3 separate regions of the Mus musculus genome follow, and all the other regions are linked to region 1. Evidence: chromatin contacts called from public Hi-C data. All regions are on one chromosome and are shown on one strand. Each heading gives the region's core, a stretch centred on a gene start, on an enhancer-like site or on the middle of the called end of the contact. The rest is flanking DNA. Distances are from core to core; before and after follow the strand shown.

Evidence for each region. A called contact is a pair of places that touch in the nucleus more often than the background predicts.
Region 2: a Hi-C map of bone marrow-derived macrophages shows a contact between it and region 1, with 2.0 times the contacts expected there. The contact joins two enhancer-like sites. A contact is called at or near these places in 1 of 15 datasets of contacts at CTCF or cohesin (the NIH/3T3 cell line), 3 of 484 Hi-C or Micro-C datasets (bone marrow-derived macrophages and neutrophils) and 8 of 115 datasets of contacts at active chromatin or transcription factors (the 230-238 cell line, bone marrow-derived macrophages, embryonic basal ganglia and 3 more).
Region 3: a contact with region 1 is called in a Hi-C map of bone marrow-derived macrophages, with 19 read pairs. The contact joins two enhancer-like sites. A contact is called at or near these places in 1 of 15 datasets of contacts at CTCF or cohesin (the NIH/3T3 cell line), 6 of 484 Hi-C or Micro-C datasets (bone marrow-derived macrophages, cerebral cortex, nephron progenitors and 2 more), 5 of 115 datasets of contacts at active chromatin or transcription factors (the 230-238 cell line, bone marrow-derived macrophages, embryonic basal ganglia and 2 more) and 1 of 9 other capture datasets (embryonic stem cells).

The regions. Positions count from the first base shown.
Region 1 is chr5:118,374,947-118,377,715 of GRCm38.p6, reverse strand. It overlaps Gm30604 (a long non-coding RNA gene), which reads left to right. Exons shown (of 6, transcript XR_878721.1): 3 at 1-119; 4 at 1,179-1,294. Among named protein-coding and RNA genes, the nearest start is that of Gm30604, 4.6 kb to the left of the region's middle. Within about 2 kb of position 1,500, at least 91 of the 459 cell types and tissues checked have an H3K27ac peak or open chromatin away from gene starts, as enhancers often do. A contact at or near this core is called in bone marrow-derived macrophages, where this site is marked.
Region 2 is chr5:118,643,731-118,646,564 of GRCm38.p6, reverse strand. All of the region lies in intron 2 of Med13l (mediator complex subunit 13-like), which reads right to left. Among named protein-coding and RNA genes, the nearest start is that of Med13l, 84 kb to the right of the region's middle. Within about 2 kb of position 1,279, at least 19 of the 459 cell types and tissues checked have an H3K27ac peak or open chromatin away from gene starts, as enhancers often do. A contact at or near this core is called in bone marrow-derived macrophages, where this site is marked.
Region 3 is chr5:118,662,754-118,665,453 of GRCm38.p6, reverse strand. All of the region lies in intron 2 of Med13l (mediator complex subunit 13-like), which reads right to left. Among named protein-coding and RNA genes, the nearest start is that of Med13l, 100 kb to the right of the region's middle. Within about 2 kb of position 1,338, at least 47 of the 459 cell types and tissues checked have an H3K27ac peak or open chromatin away from gene starts, as enhancers often do. A contact at or near this core is called in bone marrow-derived macrophages, where this site is marked.

The DNA.
Region 1 (2,769 bases), core at 251-2,750:
AGCACTTTGGGACCCTGGGGGAACAGCCTACGTCTGCTGCTGCACATCAACCGTTGAGCTCTGAGAGGGGCTGCCAGACAATGGGAAATGAAACATTTGAGTGGTTTGGGAAATATTAGGTAAGAAAACCCCCTCCCCCGGGTATTCTGTGCAGCAGCTGTGACAGGGAAGGAGGGGGCTTTCGGGTTTCAGTGTTCCTGAGCAGACCAATGGCTGCTAGAATGTTCTTTCCGGGAAGACATGGCCTCACACACGAAGCTGGCTGGGAACCCAAATGATTGCTTAAGAGTTCTGAACCACCATTCCCCCAATCCTTCTGTCATATGCACACACACACTCATCCATCCACACACACACACACACACACACACACACACACAGACACACACATACACTTTCCCTACACACTTATATAGTCACCCCACACATTTACACACTTACACACAGTCACATACACATATACTTATCCCACACACTTAGACACACATTCATACAGTCTCATACACACACTCACAAACATACACACTCACCACACACACTTACAGTCACACACATTCACCCTCCCTATCCTACACACTTATTCAGTCACCCCACACACTTAACTTACACTGTGTGTAAGTGTTTGCACACAGTCATATATACTCACACTTACCTCAAACACTTACACACAGTCACATATACTCACACACATATAGTTACCCCACATATTTAACACACACACTTACACATAGTCACATACACACATTCACAAACATACACACTCACCACACTTACACACAGTCTCACACACACACATACATTCACTTATACACAATCACACGTAGTCACATACACACACTTATATACAATCACACGTAGTCACATACACACACTCAAACACACACACACACACACTTGTACAGGTTTTCTATGGCCTTGCCAAGCTGGTGACATATATGACCTTGGCTCTGACCCAGTGTTCATAGTAGGAGTTTTGCCATCTCCCTTGAATCTAACGGTAAACTCCAACATGGTGTCACTGCTTGCAATGCCCCTGGTATTTCTGGTTAGCATGTGGCTTCCTTCCACTTTCTCCATTCCTGTTTGTAACAGACATTTGTCTGTCACACTCTTCCTCTTTTGTACAATAAAGTGAGACTGACACTAACCACTCCTTGTTTTGTTTACCTTAAAACTAGCAAGTGGCCCAGCGGAGAGGAACAGAGACGAGCTGACCCCTGGAGGTGGCTGGCCGGCCAGCCTCAATGAAACCTCAAACTCAGATTCAATGAGAGACTGAGTTTCTAAACACAAGGTAAAATGTGATAGACAACGATACCCCAACATCAATCTCTGACCCACCCCCAGCGTATGTGTATAGACGCGCACATACACACATGTGCACACATACCCATACACACATGTGCACATACACAGACACACCCCAACTGAGAAAATGCCTAGAAGCTCTCATAACCAACACCCCCTCAGGGCTCCGCTTTTTAGATTTGTTAAAGGGATGATGTACAGATTTTCAGAGAAACCTGGTGGATGGGGAAACAGGAAGTTACAAAGGTTAAGGGACCTGTGTATTAGTCACGAGGTTTCAGTTGCAAAAGGACCCAATCCTGGCATAAAAGCACCGCCCCCACCTCCCAGCCCCCACCAGATACAAAATGGTTGGGACTGTCTCCATCAGAAGGGAGGGTCGGAAGAGCTTCCGTCATGGCTGGATCCAGGTCCTCAGTGAAAAAGTCTAGAACACATCCCCTCTGCATCTGTTTGGTTTGGATTTGCTTTGTTCTGGTTTCCTGTTTAGATAGAAACTCTACCTGTTGAACACATTGCCTCACGGGGCACATCTCTCTTTCTCCTGGTGCTCACTGCAAAAGTCCAGGGGCTGGGGCCAGAGGGCTCTGATAGGCTCTGACCGGGGTGGGGGGAATGAACGAGGTCCTGGGCCTTTAGCTGCAGCCAAAGTCTAGACAAACCACACAGACAGGGTGAGACTCCCCCTCCCTCCCAAAGATTGGTGTGTTCCCCCAGAAGGGGAGGGAACAAATACTAAAGTACGGGGAGACAAGAAGATCTGTAGCTGGTAGGCCAGGGAGGAGGAGGCCAGTGACCCCCAGGTTATTTGGGGACGTTCAGAATTTCTTTTGTCTGTGCAGACACTTAGACAGAAGCAGAGAACTCTCTAGGATAAGTCTGAAAACGGGGAGCTGTTTTTTCTGGAGCTCACCACCACACAGTAAGGGTCCCCAGTGAATGTGAGACTACTAGCCTCCTCCTGCCAGCCTCCTGCCCTCTGCCTAGGAAAACTGTGCAGGGGTTGCAGGTCCCTGAGTGGGGATTGCACCCACTCTGCTCTCCCTGCTGCATCACCCTAAGACCCACATCTTCCTCAGTGGGGCAGCACCTGGAGCAAAGCCAGAGGAGACCTCTGCATCTTGCCTGGCTCTGTAGCTACTGCCTGGAGCTGAGGCTCAGCCTGGAGCTAGGATCCAAGCAGCCAGAGCCTGCTTTCCAGTCCCACTCAGTGCCTCCTTCAGACTGGCCGGAAGTCACATGCTTCCTCCACTCAGAAGTGTTTACAAACAGCATACCTGCATACCTGCATACCTGCCCTGGCTTCTTGCTCCAAAGACTGCTCTCTGCCATGCCCAGTGTAGCTGGTTATTAGGGCCCACCCCGTTGTGAGTCCCCAGTGCTCCAGGAAGCTTGCTGCCTACACACTAGACACCAGTTGTTATTATCTGCATTGTGTACAGACAGACAGACAGAGACAGA
Region 2 (2,834 bases), core at 30-2,529, 270 kb before region 1:
GAATGGAGAAAGATAATCTGTCCTGAACCAGCTAGTCTAGACTACAAATAGAGGCCTCCTGCTTCCTAGTCACATGGCCTCAGGCTGCCCCACCCGAGATTATGTGATGTGCTGCTTCTTCTTCCCAATGAGACCTATTAGATCTCAATTCTGAGGGTCAGAATGAGTACACAGAAGTCTCCCCTCGTGGGAACTCAGCACTGTCTCACTCCTGACGGGGATCACCTAACTGCTATAAGAAAACTAGACCTATGGAGAATCCCAAGGAAGTCTGCCTAAACTTCTTAACCAGGTTTACAACAACCAAAGTCAGTGAAGGGAGTTGGCTACTAAAAGGAGTGTGTTTAATGTCTTCATGAAGAAGTCTATTTTCAAAGACAATTGGCTCAGATCAATGATGCCTTAAACATAGAAGTGTCAGATCTATTAAATGCTGTAGACACAAATATTTCTTAATGTACTATCTTCCCATTGCTTCTTTGATGAAAAAGTATTCTAAACCCAGGTATGGTGGCACACCCTTTCATCCCTGAGTCCCAGGACTGCCTAAGCTACATGGCAAGAGACACAGAGAAATCTTTCTGAGGAGAGAAAAGGGGAGGGGGAGGGAGAGGGGGGAGAGGACATGAAGAAATTCTATCGGCAAAGGTCAAAATGTACAGTCACAGATCTAATGATGAGCGTTTGTATGGGAACTCCTTTGTCTTGCTGACTGGAATTTCAATCTTTTGTAAACTTTTATGCATGGCCTTCAGAAAAATAGATACTATGAATCCTTCTGACAGAGCAACAGGAAGCCACCTTACGAACAACATAACTGCAAAAGTAAATCTACAGCAGAGTTGAAAAAGCCAGAAGGAAGCATTCATCATTTCCAGGAATAAAATAATCAGTGCACTGGCTACAGCAATCATGGCTACAGCCATGTGAGCCTTGTCAGGAATAGCCCAAGGTGACCGTGGCCATGAGGGAGGGAGGCAGGTGACCAGCGCCGTTTAGGTGGTCAGCCCCTGACTGACAGTGTTCTTCCACTCCTGTCTCAGCTTCCCACTCTAGCTTTAGTTTGTCCAAGACACCTGATCTTACTTCTCTGGCGCTCACCTGCTGCTGCCTCTGGCTGCCCTACGCATCGCGTCAGGACTGACCTTCTCCTTCCCAGGCTCTACACGTCTGCACTGCCTGTGGCCAGTAGGGTGGCTTGCTTCCTCCACATCATGTAAGGGTGTGATTGCTGCCTACAGGAGCTACAGCTTGCGTTTCCTCTCCTCATTCTACCCCACCCCCACACACTCCATCTTCCTTGCTCTTCCTGCTTACTGAAGTTAAAACACTCTGTAGACAGAACTACTGTATAAGGACTCAAACACTTTTGTGAAGAGTGAATACTCACTAAACCCTATCAAATAAAAGGATATGGATATATAATTTTGGCACAGTTTGAAATTGTTTTATCATAATTATGGTATGGTACAATTATGCTTTTGTTTCCATTTCTAAACAAACTTTAATAGCATAGCTTGCTAACAAGATATAATAAAAAGAAATTATTTCTGGATTTTGCTTTGCTTAGAGACAGGTAGAATGTCAGATCCTGTCTGCAGGCAGTCCCTAAAGGGTGCAGCGTGCAGAACACACGGGTAGCTTACCCTTACCTTTACTGACCTCCTTCCTACACTGGCTCCCCAGGCCAGAGGGGCTGAATGGGAAAGACCGAATCAGAAGACCTGCTACACACACACACACACACACACACAGACACACACACACACAGACACACACACACACACACACACACACAGAGTGGGCTGGCCTATAATCACAGTACTTAGGTCACATGAGCAAGAGAGGATCAAAAGTTCAAGGTCACCCTCAGCTGCACAGTGAGTGTGGACAACCAAAGGAATGACCTCTGGCGAGTGTGTGTGTGTGTGTGTGTGTGTGTGTGTGTGTGTGTGCGCGCGCGTACGCATACACACTTTTTTCTTTTTCATTTTTTTTTTTAAGTTAAAACCCAACTGAAATGAAAAACGGGGAGAGGAAGGAAATAAAGACAGCTCAACAAATTTTAAGGAAGTTACCAATCAAAGTATGGGGGCTGTATCGGGAAATTTCTTACTGTCAGTCAATAGCATAGAATGAAGCAGAGTATATATTGTTTAAAAGCATGTGTGTGTACTCGCACAAGTGCACATGCTCGAGCGTTCACCAGACTCCTGGTGGTGGAGCTGCAAGTAGCTGTAAAGACCATCACAGACTCTGGTGCCCCCCAGCACGAGGCCCTCCGAGTCCCCGCCCCGCCCGGCCCTGCCCAGCCCCGCCCGGCCCCACCTTCTCTATGCTAGGACAGCAGTTTTCAGGCTTTACCTCAAAACTTCTGAGATAAAATAGGGACAGGAAGCACAGTGCCTGACCGACTGCTGCAGAAGAAATGGCACAGTGCGGAGCTTCTCAGGAACTAGACATTTCCCAGCAAGGATATTCAAGAGAACAGTGGAGATGTTGATTCTGTGGAACTTGCACTGTACTGCTGAGGACATGGGCAAGTCTTGCTCTTCTTCAGTTTTGTTTGTTTGGGTAGTTGTTTTTAAATTATTTTTAATAAATTGTTTCATAAACGTTGCATCTTATTTTGTTTAAACACTGACAACAGTATAGGCTCCATCCCTCTAACGACATTAGTCTTTAATATGTTCAGAACAGTGACATGACATAGTAATAATAATAGGTGCAACCATTAGTAAGTCTGCTAAAGAAGGTGAAGCAACTGGGTCAAAGTGCCCGCCTGTCTCCTGGTCACAGTAAAAAGCAAGTGAGCGAGTGCCTGGCCGAACAGA
Region 3 (2,700 bases), core at 89-2,588, 290 kb before region 1:
AAATAGGACTCGACTCAATAGACAGTGATGAAAAAGCAGCTTAGCGCACTTATACAGGTAGGTAGCTAGCTAGCTGTGCAACGCCTGTGGGTCTCACATCTTTGCTGATCTTCGTTTCTCTGAGGCATCACTGAGAACTCATGGTCCCTCCTGCTGACTAGCACTGAGGCTGAGGCCTGCCTGTCTCTGCTCGGCAGTGCCACTGCCTGCTATCTCGACTACGGAACTGGACTGTTGGTGCATCTGTGAAGTGTTTGGGAGTGGATCCAGCTGCTGCCGCTGCTGACCTGCAAACTTAACTGCAAATTTCCAGACAACACAGATGGGAGTGGCTCCAAAAAACCTTTCTTAACAGGTCCACTTACCCTGTATCCTTTCTTTTCCACTACTTCTAGTGGGTGGTCGGCTACAAGGGAGATTAAAGTGTTTAAGAACCATCATTAAAAATATGTTTTGGAAAAAAATTAAAGTTGCACAGCCTTAACAAGGCACCCACAGATGATGCACTGGAGAAAGCATGGGAGTAGCCAGGCCCAGAAAAGCAGAAAGCTAGGAAGGAGCTGCTGGCTCCAGCGGTGCTCTCCAAGGTCTTTCCAGCTCTGGCCCCACTGACCTGTCAAGGTGCACTGTGGTGTCAGCCTCTAGGACAGAAATTCAGGACTAGTCCTCAACAGTCTCATACAACCCGGAACACAAACCAGTACTGCAGTTCAATTGGCATTTGGAGGGCTAGCTTTGAATCTATGCATCATTTAAAAGCTTCTTCATGAAGAAAAAAAATGTATTTGCCAACTATTTAGCTTATATTACCTTGCTAATCACATGATGAAATTTTCTGTCAACTGATGTATGATACTAATTCTTCACTCCACGATTTAAAAGCTAGCTACGTTATTAGACAGCACACCAATCAAGAAGTACTTCATTAGTGCTATTTAATCTGAACCAATCAGCAAACTTTTTGAATTTCCTATAATATTAGGGAACAGGTCAGGTTGCTGAATAATTCATTTATTTTGCATACAATTTTCTGCATATTACATACGAAAATTTTTAAACTTTAATCAACTGTGCTTCAAAAAGAACAGAAACACAGAAGAATCCCTCTTGCAACCACAGTGCTGCCACGATGACTGGACTGAACATCAGCCACAGAAGAAGCACAGCTGTGAGCACTCTGAGCTCGTAAGTACTCGCCCACAGTAAACCACGCTCACAGTAAACCACGCCTTGTCCACAGCTCGCTTGCTCAATCACTTGGAAGCTTACTTACCCTGGGGGATGGCAGAAAGCACTACTGCTGCTGGCAGGCCATCCTAAGTGTACCTGCCCCTGGGGCCACATTTGACTTCTACTTCTACTGCACTACACCAGCCTTCTGCCTCCAGCTTCACATCCTCTGCCAGCCATGCTTGCCTAACCTGGGCCCCTTGAACCCAGGTGAAGCCCTTTCACCTTCCCTCCCTTTGATCAGCCACAACAACAGTTAAGAACAATGTCTGTCTCTCACCTGTCTTCTCGCCATTGCAGAGGGGACAAGTCAGCCTGCACAGACACAAAATCTTCCACTAAGAAAAAAAATTACAGCCCAGAAAACACTCAATCCCATGTTACTCAGCCCATATGCAGAGATGTGTGTGTCCATGAGCTGGGCCGTGTAGAGTTCAACACACGCTCCACCACAGAGCTACTCCCCATGAAGTGAATCTCCTCAAGTTTACGGTGTTAAAACAGCCAGCTTTAAGTTATGAGAGCCCACCCCAGGAAGGCGCATTTCTAAGCAATGTCGCTGATGGTTCACCTTCACAACACAGCACTTACTCTAGGTCCAACTCCACAGGTACCATTCACTATCAACAAGGAAGGACACTTTGTCACTATCACTTCATAATGTCCCACCAATCATGGTTGGTAAAATTAAATTGTAGCACATCAGTACAGGTGGCTGATGAGATTTCTTCTTCCATATTCCACAGGATCAGCTACAGCCACACCTATAAAAGCTCAGAAAACTTTACTTTTTTGGAAAGGCAGGGGTAAAGAGACAAGAAAGAAAGAAAGAAAGAAAGAAAGAAAGAAAGAAAGAAAGAAAGGAGGGAGGGAGGGAGGGAGGGAGGAGGGGAGGGGAGGGGAGGGGAGGGGGGAGAAACCCTTCAGGTAAACATTGCAGAATCACTGCCCAAGGACCTCAGCAGCTGACCTGATTTTCTCCCTGTCCATCAGCATCAGTGTAACAGCTCTCCTCAAACATCTCAAACTCATTCATTTACATCAAACTGTGATTCAACAATTTTTAAAACTGAATTTGTGATTTTTAATCAAGCATAATTTAGATGTGTATGAACTGATTATAACTTTAATTTGAAAGACAATGTTTAGAAGGTTTATTTTGTATCCGAGGACATTCTAACTGGACAGTTTATACTGTGGGCAGAGCCATAATGAGATAGGTTATGACCCCCTCCCCTTTAGTAGACCCACTTTAAAAAGGTGACGAGATGAAACTGAAAGACACAGGCTGCCCTCAAGTGATATTCTTCCATCTGCCCGACGCCCCTCGCATAAACAGGACAGGGAGGACATTTACCTCAAGGTCCTTACCAAAGCTCAGCCCCACTAAGCACCATAGCAGTGCTTTCTCCACAAGAAATAAGAGATGCTGGGATCATGGGCAATGCTGGTTATCCAAGGCAACAATCA